Regions from separate parts of the Mus musculus genome. Here region 1 is linked to region 2. A link is a contact called in public promoter capture Hi-C data. All regions are on one chromosome and are shown on one strand. The core of a region is the stretch at or near the end of the contact, and the rest is flanking DNA. Distances in the headings are between cores, read along the strand shown.

Region 1 (2,700 bases), core at 59-2,558, 3.3 Mb before region 2:
CTCTCTGAGTTCAGGACCAGCCTAGTTTACAGAGTGAGTTCCAGGTCAGCCAGGGCTACACAGAGAAACCCTGTCTCAAAAAAACCAAAAATAAATAAATTCAAGTGTGATGTGTAGATAGGCTGAGGGTCAATGACTTTGAAGGCAGCACCAGGGGCCAAGGCAAGGCACTACTAGGTCGAGTCCCTGTAGGTCAAGGGTCATATATATTTGTCACAGCACAGCATCTTCAGACTTTAAGCCAAGCCTGTAGAGCCACCCCTCACCTGGAGGAAGGACGGGCAGAGCCTGTCCTTGTCGTAGTGTGCTGGCTTCACATGGGGCCGGCTTTTGTTTTGGCCACGGGCCCTCTTGGGCACCTGCCTTTCACGGGATTCAATTGCCACCTCTGTCTTCCCATTTTCCTGCCCATCTTCCAGGCGAATTCTTTTGGCCCCTGGCTCAGCTGGGTCTCCTGTGGGCACTTCCTGGCATGCACCCTCCTGCTTGTCTCCATCCAGATATTCGTGGAACCGTTCTTTGGTTGTGCGGTACCTGCCAGAGCGGGAGAGGCTCGATGTGCACAGGGAAAGGGGCTTGGGGGCTAATGCCAAGCTCACGTGCTCCTGCTTGCAGGAAGCTTTCCCTACTTAGAACCAGCCAGTTTTCACCCAGTGCCACGGGGACACCTGTTTTACACTTGAAGGAGCCATTTGTGTCTCTGCTCTGAGAACTGAATTGCCTTAAGGGTTGCGACACACAAATATCAATATCCTTGGTAGGCTACGAAGGAACTACAAACCCCAGCATGCTTGGCAGCGAGACTCAAGCTACCACCCTTCCCAGGTCTTTCGCTGCGAGCCATTTTTTTTTCCCTCGTGGAGACTACAAGCCCCACCATGCACCTCGGGCCCTGCTTCTGGTTCCCCAAAGCTGCCTATGTGCACAGCCGGCCTCATGGCTTGTGACAACCAACACATGTTACACTCGTGTGTCAGCAGAAGGTAGGTAAAGACTTTGGCGCCTCCGGGATGCCGCTCTCCAGGATGCCGCCACACCTCCCAGCATGCACCACTCGCACCCGCCACGGACGCCGGGAAGGCCACATCAGCTTCGCTGACGGGCGCCAGCGACTCACTGAGCTTTAATGGGCGCCACCCCCCGTTCGCACGCGCCAACCCCGGAGTCACCGCCACCACCGCTCTCCGCTGCCGTCTCCGCCATCGATGCCCCTCACACCAGCTCTGGAGTGTGGCAGGAAAGTCTTCCGGGTCGCTCGTGTCCTCTGGAGCCTACAGAAAGAAATGCGCACGCTCAGACTACAGCAATGCTGCTAAGGCGCGCGTGCGCACGACCGTGGGGGCGGGGGGGGGGGGGGCCAAGGCTGCGCAGGAAACGGAAGTGCTCAAGGGTCCCGGAGGGGTTCTTGTCGGTCATCCGTGGGTCACTCTTGATCCGTGGAAGTGAATCTGGGGGTGTGGGTGTGGGTGCAGCTCACACTCACCTACTCTGCTTCTGTCCCTTTTACAAACGAGTCTGTTATTTTATAATAAAAAACCGCAGCCCGAGCGGTGTTGCGCACGCCTTTAATCCCAGCACTGGGGAGATCGAGTCAGGTGAATCATGAGTTCGAGGCCAGCCTGGTCTATAGAGTGAGGTCCAGAACAGCCTGAGCTACTCAGAGAAACCGTGTCTCAGAAGACAAACAAAAAATACCAACAGCTTTGAAGGATCAAATGACTTCACGGGGACACGCTGTCCTTTGACAGTGCCCTTCGTGAGCCACTGTGGCCCATAAACGCGTGGCAATTTGAATTATTTTTATTGTACTGCCTTTTCTTTTCTTTTTTCTTTTTTTTTTTTTTTTTGAGACAGCGTCTCACTATGTAGCCCAGGCAAGCCTCAAACTCAGAAATCCTCCTGCCTCTGCCTCCCAAGTGCTGGGATTAAAGGTGTGTGCCAGCGTTACTTTGAAAGTGACATTTACTCATCTATTGTGTGTGTGTGGGTCTCCTGTGTGTCACCCTTATGTGGAGGTCATATGACAATGGGGGGCGGGGGTCCCTGCATCCCCATGTCGGTCCCGGGATTGAACTCAGCCCCTTGAGCCTGACATCAGGCACTTCTCCGATCCTGCAATTACTATTTTAATAAAAATGTGCTTAAACATGTAAGAACAGCACTTGGGTGGATCGGGAGGTAGTGTTTTGTTTTTGTTTTGGTTTTTTTTTTTTTGGGGGGGGGGGAGGGGGTCGAGACAGGGTTTCTCTGTATAGCCCTGGCAGTCCTGGTGTTTGAGGCCAGCCTGAGCTACATGTCTCAACCAAAGCCAAGTCAAACCAATCAGTATTTAAATTTATTTAATTCATGGAGATGGGGGTCTCACCCTGTAGCCCAGGCTGTCCCGCAACGCACGAACTAGACTCTGCTGGTTGTATAACATAAGGGGAAACAGGCCCAGAGAGGTAAAGCGATTAATTAGCCTTAGACCACAATAGCACCCTGTTTGCGCCATTGCTCTCTACCGTCCCTACTGGGCAAGATGGGAATAACAATGCATTTTAAGGCTGAGGCTCCTTTGTAGCGTCTACAATTGGGTTGTGATAAGGACACGCTCTTGGAAGAAACAGGGCTGCAAAGGGCAACGACAGAAACAAGATCCCTTCCTCAAAGCAACTCCGTCCTCTTCTGTGCAAGGCAACCCAGGCTGGCTTCCCGCAG
Region 2 (2,700 bases), core at 95-2,594:
AAAGACCTCAAACGGAAATAAGCCCAAGTATAAACCTACACAGGTTGAACATGGTATTAATGTTAAGTGCGAGGGCTGGGGGTGTTCAGTGAAGCTACTGCTCAGTGCACAGAGGTTCTGCACTTATAACTTGTACTTTTATTCCGTCAAAGAAAACTTTTGCATAATATGCATCTCCAATCTTTAAAATAGTTTTTTTATACAGTTAGGAAGTCTTTGATTAAAAAAATTGCACTGAGCCCTTAAATTGTGCCAGGCACTGTTGTGCTGCCTACTTTGTTCACAACCCCACGGGTTCAAATTTTACATTAAGAACGATTCTGGGCAGACCTCAATATTCTGGAAGATGTAACAGTTTTTTTTTTTTTAATTAGTTACGTGCAAGGCAACTGATTCAGAACTTTAAATCCATTTCGGCGAGGCAAAAACTAATATGCCAAGAGTGACAGTCAAAGCTTTAAACTTCTGGAGGCGTTAGGATGTTAACCTGCTCGCACCTTGGCCCGGGCTTCCCACCTCCCACGGAAGGGACCAGAGGATCCCACTACTCGCACAGCCCGGCCAAGCCGGTCAGAGGTAGGCGGAGCTCCCCAATCCCCACCTGCTGGAGGCCTGGGTTCCTGTCTGGAAGAAGCCGAGAAATCAAACCGGGGTGCCGGGGCCAGGAGCTCCGCTGGGCCTGGTGGGCGCGCTCCTGAGCCACCCCCGTCACCCCGGATGCGATCCGGCTCAGTAGCCGGGACAGAGCCCCAAAGACCGGGCTGGAGACCGCCAGGGCCCCAGGCTCTTCCCACGGCGCCATCTTGTGAAGGGAAGAGGGTGCCACCCGCCGCTCCCTCAGAGGATTCCCCACGTCCCAGGCCCCGAAGCTGCTAGAAGAATGAGTCACTAAGCGCTGAGGGCCCGCGGCGGCTTGGAGGCCCCAAGCCCGGCCCGGGACCACAGGGACCCGCCCCGACGGCGGCTTACCTGGGCCGCGTCTCCCGGCAGCGAGGCCACGCACGGCCCGGCCCGGCCCGGAGATCGGATGCGCCGCGGCTGCAGCGGCGGCGTCGCCTGCTCGCTCCTTCTTCTCACCCTGGCCGGCGCGGGACTCTGAGCGCCGCCCGCCGTGCCGCCGCCCCTGCCGGGCTGCGTCTCCGCCTCTCCGTTCCGCCTTCCTTTCTCCTCCTCCTCCAGAGTCGCCGCGCTCGAGTTCCGAGGACTTCTTCCTCGTCGTCGTCGTTCTCCTCCTCCTCCTCCCTCGGTCTCCTCCCCTCAGACCGCCCCGGCTCCTCACGAACCAAAACACAAACACTCGGGCTCCAGCGCAGGAACTGCTTCCGCCGGCTCCGCCACGTAGCCGCACGCAGCGAAGAACGCCGTGACGTCATTTCCGCCGCTGCCCCTCCCAGGAGGCCGGCAGCGGCTTCCTAAGGGGGCGGGGCCGAAGTCACGTGACATCCCCGGGTGCGCTAAGGGAGAATAGTTCGGCCCTCTCTAACGCCTCCTTGATCTGAACCGACATCTTTGGGCTCCGGCTGCAAGGCGAGGCAGGAGCGTCAGGAATGAAGAGGGGGGCGTGGGGTTGCGTCACGTGTCTTCTCCAATTCCCTGGGGCCAGACCTACTCACTTCCTTGCTCTGCCTTCCTCCTCCCCGGGGCTCCACCCTCAGTACCACCATTGTTATCTGGGTGGCGGCGCTCTAAGCCGGCGGGTTGGGAACCCGAGAGGCGTGGGCCAGACCTGCGTTTTATGGGTCTCATCGGAGCTGACAGGGTCCCCACTGCCATTGTCAGCCTGGGTTGTCTTCCCATTGCGGCGATTTTCGGTCTGATGGTTCACTCACAGGCCTCTCACACCACTTCAGCAGCTCAGTAAAGGGGTTTAGGCGAGCGAGGGCTCCTGTGGCTCTGGAAATGCCCTGCTTTTCCGAGAATGGGCGTGTCTGTGATCTCGGAGAGAATTAAGACCCTTAAATTCAAAAGCTGCCTTTAGACAGCAAACCTCAAAAGAATAACTTGCTTTTATTGAGAGTTTACCTGTGTGTGTGGTTTTTTGTTTTGTTTTGTTTGTTTTTTGAGTGAAAAGGAGGAAATCCTAATAATTAGCGTTTATTTGGAATTCCCCATTGAACTAAGTAGTAAACATTTTGGAGTGATCTCTCTCTCTCTCTCTCTCTCTCTCTCTCTCTCTCTCACACACACACACACACCCATTGATAAGCACAGTTGATAAGCACACAGAGTCCTGGCATGTTTGTGGAATGAATGAGGGAGGCAAATAATTTGGCCACGATCACAGGTTAGATATAGTCTAGCCTGCAGCCGGCTCCATAACACTAGTTCTTAAGATTCCAATGAACAGCAGCCCAAGATGTTTATGGCTGCCCACAGCACACCTATTTAAGACGTTCCCTTGATCCGCATAGGTCCAAATACTCCACTCCCCTAAATTCTGGCACTGGTTTCTATCAAAAGAGTCATTCCTTGTCTCTGTCAGAAAGGTTCTGTGGTGCCTATTAGCATACCAAAACACAAGGCTAGCCTTCTGATTTACTCAGTACCTGTGGCTCTTCTCACCCCACTTCCTACCCTAAACTTCTCCAAGTCATGAGCTTCCCTCTTCTAGTTTCTCATTCCCATGTAACCCTACTATTTGACTCTCTCTCTCTCTCTCTCTCTCTCTCTCTCTCTCTCTCTCTCTCTCCCTCCCTCTCC

The links. Promoter capture Hi-C pulls out the DNA fragments that hold promoters and counts their contacts.
Region 1: a promoter capture Hi-C map of liver shows a contact between it and region 2, with 5 times the contacts expected there. The contact joins the promoter of Dus3l here to the promoter of Rab5a in region 2. A contact is called at or near these places in 2 of 39 promoter capture datasets (liver and pre-B cells).

Annotation. Positions count from the first base shown.
Region 1 is chr17:56,763,359-56,766,058 of GRCm38.p6, reverse strand. Dus3l (dihydrouridine synthase 3-like (S. cerevisiae)) reads right to left here and starts at 1,308. Exons shown (of 13, transcript NM_144858.2): 1 at 1,118-1,308; 2 at 267-534. The coding sequence starts at 1,203.
Region 2 is chr17:53,477,878-53,480,577 of GRCm38.p6, reverse strand. Rab5a (RAB5A, member RAS oncogene family) reads right to left here and starts at 1,344. Exons shown (of 6, transcript NM_025887.4): 1 at 970-1,344.